2 separate regions of the Mus musculus genome follow, and region 1 is linked to region 2. A link is a contact called in public promoter capture Hi-C data. All regions are on one chromosome and are shown on one strand. Each heading gives the region's core, a stretch centred on a gene start, on an enhancer-like site or on the middle of the called end of the contact. The rest is flanking DNA. Distances are from core to core; before and after follow the strand shown.

Region 1 (3,702 bases), core at 1,089-3,588, 590 kb after region 2:
ACTCTCCCTGGAGGAATGGAATCTCTGGTCAATAACACCTTTAAATATTTTTACAGAATTTGTGTAACAGACTCTAAAGGAGAAAACTTGTGTGGGTTAAGACTAAACCGAAAATATTCCAACTAATAAAAAAGGGCCTGATTGATATAGCTTAGGCTAATAAGGGAAAGTTTTCTTTTAAAAAAAAAAATAGGGAGTCATAAAGTTGGCACCAGTGTGTGACATAAGCCAGTTGAATTTGCTAAACATGGCCTCCCTTCTCCAGAACTCGAGCCGTGTGTTGAGAACGGAACTTGCTTCATCCATGAGAAGATACTTTTTGAAAAAAAAATCAATCAGATTACAGAGCAGGACCACACCATGATGAACAGCCTGTTCTGTACGTACAATGTAACCAATAACTGTTTAGGTTGAAAAAATAAACTAGAAATAACATTTAAAAGGTCTCTCTAGTCATCAAACCAATAATCACATCGGGACACAGATAAGTCAAGACAGTTTTTTAAGAAAAAGCACCTAGCCCTTCTATGAATTATGAATTTTACAAATGCAAGATGATATAATTTAAAACAAAGTTTATCAAAATCACTTCCAAATGAAAAAATAGTCAGAGAAGAGGCGGGTAGACAAGACTGACGAGAGAGTTAATACAGATTTAGAAATAAAAATGACTTGTAAATTTGTTTTCCTCATCTAGAATTTACCATATTCTATATTAAGATGGCAATAACTAGACACTGAATACTTTAATGCTGGAATGTAGTTTACATGCAATACTTTAAACTGTAATTACATTAAAGCACAATAGTTCATTTTTTAAAAAAAATAAATATTCTGTACAAGAAGTGACCAATGAGAAGCTCAAGATGTCAAAATGGAGATCTTTCAGGGAAAGAAAACAAGAAAACAGGGGCGTTACAAGACTATGGATAGGATATCGCTCGTGGAAGATGCCCAACCTAACACCCTGCGCTCACAGGGATGCCTGGCAGGGACAGAGGGAGCAAAGTCAGAAAACTTATCCAAAGCAGGAGGCTTGTGGCCCTGGTGAAAAGGGACTTGGATTCCTACATTTAGGATACTCCTGAAAAAATGTGTAGGCTTAAAATCAAGATGGTTTTGATGAAACAGCGATTCCTCGGGCAGATGGGTCCCCAGTGGTACAGAAGCATACTCTTGCACTTTTGTGGTTCAGAGGGAAGGTGCTGGACCCAACATCATCTTGAGAAAGAAGCTACTCTTTGAAACTAAACTATCCTTAGGGGCTGAAGATGGGGAACTGTCACAGGGCAGGGAGTTGGAATTTAGTCTGCAACCATCCCAGGGTAAGTATAGATTTTGATGCAGTTGTAAACAGCTGGAGGACTAGAAGCCCCAAAGCCAAAAACAGAACGCAGCAGGAAAGCTAGACTCAGGAAGTGGAGTACGGAAGAGAGGTAGCCTCCCCTCTTAGTTTCCTGGAGCAGGTCTAATTAATTACGAATACCCTGAATTTGGGTCACTTGGAGATTAGAAGCTCAATGAGAACAACCCACCACTGGAACCAATTACCTGTTAGTCATTGCTGTAGAACCTAAATCCTAAATCTCCCCCATGCTCCACTAACACTACAGCTGCATCCCAGGAGGCGGGAGAAGGATAAACTATTCAGGAGGGCCTCCTACTTGTTCAGAGCTCAGTGTGTAGCCTTTCCCACTCCCTGTGGATTTAGCTACCTGAGGGAACAGTATGGACTGCAGCGTTCAGAAGGGTGAGAGAGTCTACACAGAGCAGACTGCAGAGCTAACTGTGAGCAGCCCCTGGCACTGTTATGCAAAGGAGGGAAACTGTGCAAATAAAAACTTGAGACCCTCAAAGTATGATACTCAACAGGAATATCTTCCAATACAACCAGAAGCCGTACACGCAATCACAGCACACAGACACCATAAATATGAAAAGGCAAAGCATCATGACTCCTTCAACACTCCAGAATTCTTCAACTACTGATTGAAGACACCAAGAACACTCCTAAAAAGTGTTCCACAAAGAGAAAGAGAGAGAGAAAGTAAAGAGCCAAAGTCATTCTCCAAAGCCAGTAATGCTCTGATACCAACTAAATTAAAACATAAAACACATGCGCACATGTGTGCACACACATGCATGGGTGCACACACACACAGGTACATACACACACAGAGAGTAGAGACAGATTGACAGACAGACAAACAGACAAACAGGGAGGTCTGTAGACCAATTTCTCTGGTGAACATTAACAAAGTTCTTACAATCACACTCTCATGAATATATTCGGAATCGCACATATGAAGCTGCGGCGATTCGCCGTGGCTGTTAGAGCACTTTCTGTTTTAGGAGAGAATGCGGTTTACCAGCACCTGCATGCTAGACCACAAGCATCCGTAACACCACTTCCAGGGAAGAGGAGGTCTTCTTCTGGCCCCTGCAGGCACCAGATATGCACATGCTACACACACATGCATGCAGGCACACATTTCATATACATGAAATAAAAGTAAATTCTGTTTTTAAAAAAAAAATCACAAATGCATTATGACCAAGCCGGTCTTACCCCAGGTAAGGAATACAAGATTGGTTCAATCAAGTAATGCAACACAGAGAGACTTAAAAGACAAAAAACACAGCAATGCCTCAATAGATGTAAAAAGGGCTTTGACAAACTTCATCTCCCTTCCTGATAAATGAATGCCCTTAAAAACAGGAATTAAAAAAATAGACTCACATATACTAAAGATTATGTACAATAATTTTATAGACAATATAATACTAAATGGGGAAAAACAGGAAACATTTTCTCTAATATCAGAAATGAGACAAGAGTGTCTATTCTCACTGTTCTTGTTCAATATAAGTTTTAACTCTACCAAAGCTGTAAGAGAAAGACATTAAATGGAATACAAACAGGAAAGGAGAAAAATGAGGTATCCCTATTTGCAGATGACACAATCCTGTAGTTATAAGGAGCCTAGTGATTTAACAGAACACACTTAGATATTATAAACACTTTTAGAAAAGTCTCATGGTAGCCACTGAACATCAACTACGCAGCAACCTTTCTATATGCCAATAAAAACATTCCCAAGGATGAAACAAGGAAAATGTAACATTCACAATAGCTTCAAGGAAAGCAAAATATTGGAAATAAACCTAACAAAAGAGGTGGAGACCTCTATGTTAAAAATGTTAAGACAGCTCTAAAAGAAACTGAAGAGGACACTTCCCAGGGCTCCCATGTTCAAGAGAAAGAAGAAGACATTGTGAAGACTGCCATCCAGCCAAAGGCAATCTGCAGATTAAATACAAACCCCATCAAAATCCCAATAAAATTCTTCGTAGAACTAGAAAAATTAATTCCAAAATTCTTATGGAAGTACAAAATCCCTGACTCTCCAGAACAATGCTTACTGGACAAAGAAATAGTAGCAGAATCACAACACTCCATGTGAACACTCCTACATACTACAGTGCCACAGACACAAAATCACAACACTCTATGTCAACACTCCTACATACTACAGTGCCACAGACACAAAATCACAACACTCTATGTGAACACTCCTACATACTACAGTGCCACAGGAACTAAATCACAACACTCTATGTGAACACTCCTACATACTACAGTGCCACAGACACAAAATCACAATACTCTATGTGAACACTCCTACATACTACAGTGCCACA
Region 2 (3,488 bases), core at 714-3,213:
CCACATGGGTCCCAGGGACTGAGACTTAATCCACCAGGCTTGGCTGCAAGTGCCTGGAGCCCCTGAGCCAGCTCAGCTTTTCTTTTACCTTAAAGATATAGGAATAAAGAAACAAAAATAAGATCTCACTAGCCCAGGATGGTTGCAAACTCAACATCCTCCTAGCTCATAAGAACTGGGATTATAGACATATGCTACTATGTGTGCATTAGTGGCTTCTTAGAATGTTTTTAGCAAGTATAATACTTTGCTCTAAGTTTTTGTGTAAATTTTCACAAATCCCAGAGTGAAAAGACAGCATAAGGAACCCACGAGGAGACATTTCTCGCCTTCAACAGTTTTTACAAGGCTGACGTTCTTATTTTATTTTTAGACCTTTTCTGCAGTCCTTACGATCAAACCCAGGGCCATTCACAGGCTAGATAAACACGCCTCAGCGCCCCACTGCAACCCTTCCCCTTTTAGGCTGTTTATCTTATTTGAATTCCTCATCAGAACTGCTTTTTGTCCCTTTATTTTTGCTGGTGTATATTAATTCAAATTCTACCCATCATATTAGTTAATCTGACTTAAAAAAAAGTATTTTTGTAGGATAATTACTTCATTTTACATTTAACACACTTAATAGAATAGAGTCCACGTCCCAATTTTGACTGGGTGACTAGAGAATGTCGTCTTGGTTTGTTTGAATGAAGATTGCAACAGTACCCCCCCCCCCCATGGTTGTTTGGTTGCTATTATCTTTAGTTTACTAGAAAATTCTTGTGCTTGTTTTGGTGGTAGTGATAGCCAAATCCAGCATGCTAAGCAGGAGCAGGACCACTGAGCTACACCCCCAGCTGCCCATACTCTTTAAAATACTACTTCTTTTCTGGAGAGGCCAGGACATTCTTCTGTCAAATTTCCTATTGCCCTTCATTCCCATTCTGCATTTCGCTGGCTGCATAGTCTATCGTTCAACACATCCTATTTTCTATAAAAAGAAACACTTGTTGGATTTCAACAAGAAATCTTCCTTTTAGCAAGAATGCGGCAAGGGTAACACTGTGGACACCTTCACTGCATTCAGGAAGAAACCTAGCACAAGTACAAAAGGGTGGGACAAGATGGGACTGGGCAGGCCAAGCTATGACTCAAAGGGGTACAGAGGAGGCGGGGCCAAGGAAGAGAATACCTCAGGAAATGCTCTAGGAGATGGAATCCAAGTCCTCTGAGCTGTCCTGGACATCAGTGCTGTCACTGCTGCCACTGTCTTTGCTTGTGGGGTTCTTGGGCAGGCAGGCCTCCCCAGCATCAGGAAGTGTGCCGCCCTGGGTCTCCTCGGAGCCCAGAACCACATATCTGTTCTTCTTCAGCACCAGCTGCCTTCTCAGCTCATCAGTCATCTGAGAGAGATCCCGCTTCATGGCGTAAGCATCTTCACCATCAGCATAGTACTTGGGTTCCACCTCACTGACCTGGAAGTTGAGGGTGTTAGAATACAGGTGCAGGGCCGCCCTGTTGCTCTTCCTGACGTGCAGGGACACGTACTTGGCGCCGAAGTTCTCGATCATCGCCCGTGAGGCCTGGTCCATGAGCTTCTGGGCCAGGCCGAGGCGCCGGTGTGAGCGCTTGACGGCCAGCGAGGTGATGTGCCCGTGGGGAACATCATCGGGGTCCTCCTCCATCTTGGCCAGGACATAGCCCACGATCTTGCCGTCCTCATCCTCGGCGATGTAGGAGAGCTGGGGCCACGACAGGCCATGGTAGAAGTAGTACTTCATCTGGTAGTTCTCCGGCAGGCAGAGCAGGTTGCAGTGCTGCATGTTCATCAGGTCGTCGGGCCGGGCATTGCGGATGTTCATCCTGGCGTCGTTGCCTTGGCAATGGACCTCAGCGGGCCAGGCCGAGCAGAGACCGGTGGCGGGAAGGCCTACGGGCGGAAGGGGCGGGGCTAAGGGCGCTTCCGGAAGTCTGCTGTCCCAGCCCGTGAGGCTTCCTGTTCTCAGGCCTCAGTATGTTCACATTTGGGAAAGGGCGGAGCGAGAGGAGCTGAGTCCTTCTCGGTTTAAAAGGTATGGGACTCATTGCATACCTGCATGTGTGTGCAGTGGTACATGTGCAGGTCAGAGAACTTGTAGAAATCTTATCTTCCAACGTGTGGGTCCCAGGGATTGAACTCAACTTGATGAGCCTTCTATTTGGACTCAGTTTTTTTGGTGTTTTTTTTTTTTTTTTTTTTTTTTTTTTTTTTTTTTTTTATTAGATATTTTCGTTATTTACATTTCAAATGTTATCCCCTTTCCTGGTTTCCCCTCCCACTGCTCCCCAACCCACTCACTCCCGCTTCCTGGCCCTGGCATTCCATTATACTGGGGCATCGCGCCTTCACAGGACTAAGGACCTCTCCTCCCATTGCTACATATACAGCTAGAGCCATGAGTCCCACCATGTGTTTTCTTTGGTTGGTGATTTAGTCCCAGGGAGCTTGGGGGTGGGGTGGGGTACTGGTTAGTTCATATTGTTGTTCCTCCTATAAGGCTGCAAACCCCTTCAGCTCCTTGGGTACTTTCTTTAGCTCCTTCACGGGGAACCCTTTGCTCTGTCCAATGGAATGCTATGAGCATCCACTTTTGTATTTGTCAGGCACTGGCAGAGCCTCTCTGGAAATGGAGTTACAGACAGTTGTGAGCTGCCATATGGTTCTGGGAATTGAACCCAGGTCCTCTGGAAGAGGAGCCAGTGCTCTTAACCATTGACCTAAGAGAGACTCTTGGACTCAGTTTTAGCCTTTTAGTTTGTCCACGTCTGAACAGCCCTATGTAACTAAATAAACCAGATTGTCAATGCCATCATAGGTAGTCTGTTCTCTAATCCTCTGGAGTCCTACCGAGTAGGTCTCATATATAAAAATCACACTGTCCTCATTTTTTGTTTGTGTATTTTTTTTATTCACTACATGTGAGTTTCAGCCATCTTGTTCAGACTGAAGCTTTGCTATAATTTCGTTTGATATTCCATTTTCTAAGTTTTTATTTTTTGTTTGTTTTTTCCAATTCACTGGGAAACTCTACTGTTCATGGCTATTTGTGGTATTTCCAGTTTGGAATAGTATGGAAAGCATGACAGAATGTTGTTGAATATTTATGTACATATTCACCTGGACTGGAGAATGTAATGGTTTTCAAATGTTATAAATATTCCTAAGCAAATTTCCAAATTAAAAAAAAATCTTCTTCATTCTTCTTAGAAATATGTGCCAGGTTACAAAGAATGAGACTACCCCTCCACATGAAGGGTTTGGACAAGGCAAAACCCTTGAGCAAGAGGGTGTGCTCAGAAGAGTGAACACATACAAAAAGCACCTTTGGTTTTTATTCTAATTCTAGGGGAGGCTGTGTCTTTTTCCCATGGCTGGGGGCCTTACAGTCTTACTCAGATGGCTAGTCTGAAAAACAAACAAACAAACAAACAAACAAAAAAACAAAAAAACAAAAACAAACAAACTG

What was found. Promoter capture Hi-C pulls out the DNA fragments that hold promoters and counts their contacts.
Region 1: a promoter capture Hi-C map of pre-B cells shows a contact between it and region 2, with 4 times the contacts expected there. The contact joins the enhancer-like site here to the promoter of 4930467D21Rik in region 2. A contact is called at or near these places in 4 of 39 promoter capture datasets (the C10 cell line, hippocampal neurons and pre-B cells) and 3 of 115 datasets of contacts at active chromatin or transcription factors (acute myeloid leukemia, large pre-B cells and pancreatic cancer cells).

Annotation. Positions count from the first base shown.
Region 1 is chr5:97,981,188-97,984,889 of GRCm38.p6, forward strand. All of the region lies in intron 7 of Antxr2 (anthrax toxin receptor 2), which reads right to left. Among named protein-coding and RNA genes, the nearest start is that of Gm34226, 33 kb to the right of the region's middle. Within about 2 kb of position 2,339, at least 27 of the 459 cell types and tissues checked have an H3K27ac peak or open chromatin away from gene starts, as enhancers often do. A contact at or near this core is called in pre-B cells, where this site is marked.
Region 2 is chr5:97,390,454-97,393,941 of GRCm38.p6, forward strand. It overlaps 4930467D21Rik (RIKEN cDNA 4930467D21 gene), which reads left to right and starts at 1,964. Exons shown (of 8, transcript NR_045981.1): 1 at 1,964-2,054. Naa11 (N(alpha)-acetyltransferase 11, NatA catalytic subunit) reads right to left here and starts at 1,877. Exons shown (of 2, transcript NM_001033191.2): 1 at 1,175-1,877. The coding sequence starts at 1,844. The coding sequence ends at 1,188.